Linked DNA regions of Columba livia: region 2 is linked to region 1. A link is a contact called in public Hi-C data. All regions are on one chromosome and are shown on one strand. Each heading gives the region's core, a stretch centred on a gene start, on an enhancer-like site or on the middle of the called end of the contact. The rest is flanking DNA. Distances are from core to core; before and after follow the strand shown. Region 1 overlaps HS6ST1 (heparan sulfate 6-O-sulfotransferase 1). Region 2 holds the start of HS6ST1 (heparan sulfate 6-O-sulfotransferase 1).

Region 1 (3,654 bases), core at 445-2,944:
TCGCTAACCACGCACATGAAGGCAGTACTTGTGCAGGGACTGTACTTGCTGCAGCAAAGCTAAATGCAATGTCACACGCTGTCGTGTCATTTTCTCCCCAGCAGTAGCAGCAGATTCTGCTCATTTGTCTCAGCTGTCCAACTCCCACGGTCCCACGTTCCCCAGCTACAGTCGAGGTGACAGAGCTCATTGAAGTTCTGTCCTCACATGTTCCCGTGGCATTAAATGAACAATATTTCATTACCTGCACTCTCTTGGCAGCTCCGACTTATTACCCATTGTTGTCTGCTCTTCTAGAAAGCCTCTTTGGAGCCCATCTCTCAGAAGCTGCCTTGCAAGGAAGGATTTGGGGTGACTGGGTTAGCTAGTTGTGAGCATATGGAGGGAAGGGGTGATTCAGCACAGCCATCTTCTGTCATTTGAAACACCCTGTTCCATCGCAGCCGGTTTCAGTAGCTGTGGTATATCAACAGCTCTAGAAGTCATTGCCAGGGAGAAAGGGAAAAGATCAGTAGCTCCTTTTAACAGGGTGGTTAGGAAGAGCAGAAGCTACTCTAACTTATTAAAAAGAAGATATTCCCTTTTGAAAGCACTGAACCATCCTGTTGCTGCCTGTCCCGTGTGTGGAACAGTTGTGAGGAGCTGAGTGTCAGTCCGGTGAGGGACCATGACAAAGAGGCCATGAGCCAGAATGTCCCGTGTCAGAGCAGTCGTGCCTAAACCCACCCTGGGGTCTCATAATCCTGCCCAGGGGCTACCTGTTGCAGAGACAAGACGGGGGAACATTTAGTCAGGAGGCAGCTCGGAAGGGGGCTGGGCATCAGGTATGCTGTATTAGTCTTTTCACACTAGTATTTTGGCTCCTGTGTTGTGCTGGGTTCTTCAGGGTCTCTAAGCACTCTTGATGCTCTCCTCCTGTCTTCTTTCCAAAGTCTTTTTTCCCCAACCATTTCTGCCTGTGCAAAAAAGCAAAACACAGTCCAGAGAGAGGAAACAGCCTCTCTCTACATGGTCTGATCTGTTCAGCCTTGAAGTCAGAGCAGAGTCCTCTGCTGCAGGAGTTCTCTCTTTTTTTTTTTATATTATTTTGCAGGGCAGGGGGGGAATGTCAAACATTTGCTTAGCATAAACCACATTTTCAGAGTCTCCAAGAGTCTAGATTACCTGACAGAATAGAAGCAGGATTATGTTATTAGTGTGTTGCCTTTAAAACCCTCTCATTGACTTTCCCCACTGTTTCCCAGTTCCTTCTGTGGATTACCATGACACTTTACCAAATGGATAAGTGGAGCAAAGAAAACCAAGATTTCAGGACATGTATTTTACTTCAAGTGCCACATACTTAGTATGATATACATTTTGCTTTGCAATTAGGCAGTATGCTTGTGTACTCTAATCTGCAGCAGTTTTTGCTCTATTAATAAGCTCTTAGTAGCCTGCAGCATGTTCTCTATACATCACCACAAATTGGTGAACTTCCTCTCACAAGTTCATATGAACTGAAACAAATCATAGCAAAAAGGGTAAGAAAGATTGCCTTTTTTGGAAAAGGTGACATCGGATCTCAAGATCACAAACAATGACTCTTGAGAAATGCAAATGCTGAATATGGCGTGTTTCAAGCTGAGGTTCTTTCCATCTCTCTGTGCAGCCACACAAAGTGACCACGCTCCGGTTTGGTTCACTTGCCTGGTACCAGCAGCAGTTGTGTAAATCACAGCCTCAAGGAGCACCGCTTGTCATTCCAGCTGCACCGTGAATCTCACGACCCTTTGAGCCCACATGCTATCGAATACCTTGCCCTGGCGTTTATAAATGGTGTGCAGAGAAGAGGCAGGGATTATGATACCTCTGCTGCTGATTGCACTGTCATTGTGGGTCGTTAATCTCCGCCTGGCTTTGAGCCTTCCAAATGAGCGCTCGGCTGCTGCTCTGCACCTGCCACAGCTGCAGCTGCATCTGCAGGATCTGGGCCGGGCTCTGCGAACCCTGCGAGCAGGAGGAGTGCAGGACTCCTGGCAGTCATTGCAAGAACAGGGTCTGTCCACCTGCGGTCGTTTAGCTGCCTGGTGATTGTCCAAAGCAAGCGGTTTCCACAGAGTGACTTCCCAGGATGAGCTGTCATGTTTTTCAGCTGGGGCAATCACCACTGATTTTTGTGCTACGAGAGAGACTCATACAGTGGCAATCTGGGAGTTGCATGTTGAGGCTGGTGTATGGCCTAGATACACAGGAAAATCTCCTTTACTGGAGGCTGTGTGGTTCCATTAGCTCTACTGGAGCTGCTGAGGGGCAGCAGCTTGGTCCCAGCAGCTGGTACCTGTGGACTGAGTGGCCCCTGGGACTCCACTGCTGATGGACTCCATAGAGTGGCGTATTCCATAATTTGGAGGCAGCCAAGGGCATCTTGTAGAGCTGACACAGGTTCCCTTAGCTGGTGGCATTGCTTGCTCTCTGTCTGTAGACTGTTCACTGGGCTCTCTTGCCTATGAGATTTCTGGCAATGACACTTGTCAGGTTTCTGCAGAACATGTTATCTGATCATTGCAGGAGTGCAGCCTTTCCCTCCAGCCTCTGTTTTGAGAAAGCCACAGAGGTCAGTTAGTGTGCTTCCCAGAACAGCCTTTCCTCCGGGACACTCGGTGTGGTCCTGCGGGCCTCGCTGACGCCCCGGAACGCTGGTCTGTGCTGGGAGGTGTGGGGAGAGGCTCGTGGGATGGTGTTCCCAGGGTGGCTGAGCTGGGTGTGCGAATGGGAAACAGGCAGGGCTGGTGAGAACGCGGCCCTGCAGAGCTGACTACGGGTGCAGAGAGCAGACCAAAGGAACGTAGTTTATTGGAACAGATTCAACTGAAAATTTGAGCCAGTACCCTTTTTCTGTAGCTTCTTCTGCATTTCACATTTTCTCTTAGTTCTCTTGTATGTTTTACTTTTTTATAGCTTTTCCTGTTTTGAGAGAAACAACTCATTTATTTTGAAGACTTGAAGTAGTATTTGTTCAGTTTCTGCTACTTTTAGCACCAGATTTGTCCTTCCTACACTCCCACACAATCTTTTTCTTTTTTTTCTGTAGAGAGGCTGCCTGAGCGCTTGAGCCAGGTCCAAATGCAAAATCAATAAAAGCTCATTGCGGTACATGTCACTGTATTAGAGCTCAGCAAGCGAGGCTCTGGCGGGCAGCAGCTTGCTTCCAGCCCGCTATCAGCCAGCCAGCACGCTCCTCGGGCCCGGGGCTGGTACCCACAGCACAAAAGGAAAAGTGATGTTCTGCTGGTGCTAAGCAGCAGTGGAATTAACCTTACTTTATAATTTAGATGTTTTACAATCAAGTCACAATACTACTCTTTCTCCTTTCCTTCTGAAAATCAAACACACAAGACTTTGGAAATATTCTCTGCAGGGATTTTACTCATTGACTACAAGACAGGATATCTAAACGTGAAGTATTATTATTATTAATGCACATGTACGATGCCTTTTGATAGTTCCTCAGTACTGAGTCTTTGGGTTTTGTTTTTTGGTGGTTGGTTATTTCTCCTTCAGCTTTCCGGTTTCTTTCACAAAAGCAATGTAAAAGAGAGACTTGCTTATGTTTGGATTTTCTTCCATCTCTTAGTTCTGCATACTTTATTTTTGAGTCATCCATCTCTCCGA
Region 2 (3,654 bases), core at 595-3,094, 61 kb before region 1:
ATTTATAACTCCAGGCGAACACATTGCAATCCTAAAATCTGCTCGGCATTTTTTATGCCGTGGTGTATAGTCCAACCGTGTATGTAAACTTTGTGTATGTGCCTGTATTTTGCAAATACTAATATAAATTTCAAACCTTTAAATTGGGTGTATGCTATGCTGCTGGAGTTAGCTGAACTTTGTGTGTAAGGATGACATCATTGTTTCTGGACTTACTAGCCTGCATGAAAAGAAGAAAATAAGAAGCAGACTTCTAAGGAAAATATCAAACAAAATAAATGGTTTGAACACTATATGATGCTTTTGGGTGCTATAAACATTTTATTGTTACTTGTTTGGGAAGAACTGCATAACTCACTGGGGCTTCACAACTTGTGAGTAATGCAGCCATCTCAAAATGTAGCAGATTTATCAGTCATGGTGTTCAAATGAAAATCTGGGATCTCATTTCCTCCTAAGCCCTTATAAATTTAACCCAGTGTTTAACAATGGCTCATCTGCATGTCTTTCCTTACACCTACGTAAGACACAACCTGTGTCCTATGTAAGAGTAATCCAATGAGAATATTTTAGTGCCAGAGTGCTAAAAACTAGTAACTTCTGTTTTCAAGAGCACCGTAAACTTAAGAAAACTGTCACTAATAGCAGTAAATACAGAATGTATGGTATTTCAGTTAGAATTTTTTTGGCTATAAATCAGCAATTGTTCATATTATTAACTCTGCATAGACAATACCTCGTGTCTAGGTGAAGTGCCAGCATGACTGCCCCTACACTGAGCATCACTGTGCTCTTTGACACGGGGCTGCCTTTCATTCTCCATTCACAGGCAGCTGGCAGAGGCAGTAGACGGTCATCTTCCGGGGTTGCCAGGACACTTTGTGGAAGTGAACCCCACCTGCCCTTCAGCGCTGGGCTGACAGACCAGCTGTGGACCCTTCTGCACCTTCTGGAGAGGACTCTGCTTGGGTAAGCTGGTTAACGTCCCTGGCTGTAGCACACCAGCTGGCCTCTGCAGGTCCTTATTGCACCGTTCCTCCCAACAGCACCTCTCCCTGCTGCCCACAGAGAATGCAGCTGCAAGCCAGCGACCTGCCCTGCAGCTCCTGGGTCTTCCAGTGGTTTGTTTCACTCATGAGACTGTATTGCAAATGATTTCTGGGGGATGGAAGGCTGCCTGGCAGGTCCGCAGGAAGCATTTCGCTGGGAAAGTTTTCTGTAAATAGCACCGAACTAAATTTGCCTCAACTTCACCTGTTGTTATTATTATCTCCAAATTATGTGGATGATGGCGTGCGGAGGCATCTTCCTGCACACAGACATCATCATCATCCTCAGTGGGGCCAGAGCATCCACTTGGAACATTGCAAGTGAAGGCTTGTGGTGTCCCATGTGGCGGCAGCAGCGGGAGCAGACACATGTGGGAAGACCTACTCCTATTTCCATGCAAATCTTCCTGTTCCTACTAACTGGTGTTGCAAAAAGGGAGTAGAAATCTCGCCCCCGGGAGTGCCGAGGCTCGCTGTTTGAGGTTGTTACTGAGGTTGCATACAGCGGCTGCCCCTGACAGCGATGCGAGCCGCGTGCTCCAGAGAGCCGCCGCCGCCCCGCAGCCCACCCGGCTCTCCAGTGCGAGTGGTTTAACCGCGGAGCGCCGGCCAGCGGCGCCTTCCCGGCGGCGGCCGCAGCTGCGGGCCGGGCAGCGGGACCGGGCGAGGCTGCAGGCGGAGGCTCCGAGCGGAGCGGCGGCCCCGCGTGTGCCCGCAGCCGGCGGGCTCGGGGCGGCGCGGGCGGCGCTGTGCATGCCGGGCGCGGGGCGGCGCGGGCAGGAAGCGCTCGCTGCCGGCCCAGCCCAGCCCGGGTGCAGCCGGCGGCGGGGGCGGGCGCTGCCGCGCCGGTGCCGCTGGGGCTGGGGCACGGCGGAGCGCGGCGGCGGGATGGGGTTGGCTTCCTGAAGCGGGGGGTGAGGGCGGGAGGGGGCTGGTTTTTACGTTTCGGTCCCTCTCCGCCCCCCTCCTGCTTCTCTCTCTCCCAAGTTCGCTGCTGTGCCGCGGCCCCTCCGGAGCGGCTGGCTGCGGGCTGCCCCTGCCCCGCTCCCGGCGCTGCCCGCGGCGGGGCGGGCGGGGACAGCGGGGAGCCGAGGTGAAGGCAGGGAGCGGCCCACCGCCCCCGGGGAGGCTCCGCTCCGGGGAGCAGTGGGGGGAGGCGGTTGGCACAGGCGCCGGGTTCCGCCGCCCGCCCCCCGGCACCGCCGCCGTCTGCCCAGCGCCGGCAGCCCCGGGAGATGGTGACACATGAAGCGTGCGGGAAGGACCATGGTTGAGAGGACCAGCAAGTTCTTGCTGATCGTGGCCGTCTCGGTGTGCTTTATGCTTATCCTGTACCAGTACGTGGGGCCGGGGCTGAGCCTGGGTTCCCCCAGCGGCCGCTCCTACTCGGAGGAGCTGGACCTGTTCCCCACGCCGGACCCGCACTACGTGAAGAAGTACTACTTCCCCGTGCGGGAGCTGGAGCGGGAGCTCGCCTTCGACATGAAGGGCGAGGACGTGATCGTCTTCCTGCACATCCAGAAGACCGGCGGCACCACCTTCGGCCGCCACCTGGTGCAAAACGTGCGGCTGGAGGTGCCCTGCGACTGCCGGCCCGGGCAGAAGAAGTGCACCTGCTACCGGCCCAACCGCCGGGAGACCTGGCTCTTCTCCCGCTTCTCCACGGGCTGGAGCTGCGGGCTGCACGCCGACTGGACCGAGCTCACCAACTGCGTGCCCGGAGTGCTGGACCGCCGGGAGAGCGCCGCCGCCAAGACGCCCAGGTACCGGCCCGAGCCCCTCGGCGCCCCGAGCCCCTCGGCGCCCCGAGCCCCCGCCCGGCCGAGCCCTCCCGCCCCGCAGCCTCGTCCCCGTGCCTGCTGCTGCCGGGCTGAGCCCCGACCTGCCCCGAGCCCTTCCTCGGCCGGCTCACCTGTCCTCCCCGCCCGGCCTCCAGGCTGTGCCCTGCGCCTTCCCTCTGCCTTCCCAGCCAAACACGCTGCTCTTTGCCTCCCACGTACCGCGTACGCTGCACCCTCAGCACATGTTCTGCTGCTCTGACAGCCTGCGTGGACCAAGCTTATGTATTTGTGCCACTTACTCTCTTTTGTAAACACATAGTCTTTATGTCAGACCTCCCTTGCCACCTTTCAGAACCCATTGCACCATGCCCTAGTCTGAAGCTTGCCTTTGGAGCCAGCCTTGCCCTAACGCGTGTCCCCTTTTCCTCCGGCTAAAATTGTTCTCCAGTGCAACTGAGGAGACCAACAGTCCTCTTGCTAATTCCTTTGTTTTACCGCCTTAGTCTGCCTGATAATTTTTTGCACGTTGCAGAAAATATCCCTTAAACACCTTTTTTGTGTCTTCCTTGCTGCTTATCTCGATTGGAGACCTGAGGTGAATTCTTTTGGGGAAGGATCCAGCTTGTATATGTTCCTTCTGTCTCACTCATTTGTGCACCAGGAGGGAGAGAGAGCCATCCCAAAGCACCCCTCAGTGCATCCCCATTCAACAGCCGGTGGATTTCTGTTCTCTTACCCTATTATTTCTCTACCTTGGTCTCTTTATCAATTATAAGCTTCAGAGGAATTCTCTATTTGAAGTACTCTGGTAAAGACAGTAGCTT

The links. A called contact is a pair of places that touch in the nucleus more often than the background predicts.
Region 2: a Hi-C map of crop shows a contact between it and region 1, with 2.0 times the contacts expected there. The contact joins the promoter of HS6ST1 here to the enhancer-like site in region 1. A contact is called at or near these places in 2 of 2 Hi-C or Micro-C datasets (crop and liver).

What each region holds. Positions count from the first base shown.
Region 1 is chr9:23,364,826-23,368,479 of bColLiv1.pat.W.v2, reverse strand. All of the region lies in intron 1 of HS6ST1 (heparan sulfate 6-O-sulfotransferase 1), which reads left to right. Among named protein-coding and RNA genes, the nearest start is that of HS6ST1, 61 kb to the left of the region's middle. Within about 2 kb of position 1,694, at least 1 of the 3 cell types and tissues checked has an H3K27ac peak away from gene starts, as active enhancers do.
Region 2 is chr9:23,425,856-23,429,509 of bColLiv1.pat.W.v2, reverse strand. It overlaps HS6ST1 (heparan sulfate 6-O-sulfotransferase 1), which reads left to right and starts at 1,844. Exons shown (of 3, transcript XM_065073192.1): 1 at 1,844-2,812. The coding sequence starts at 2,295.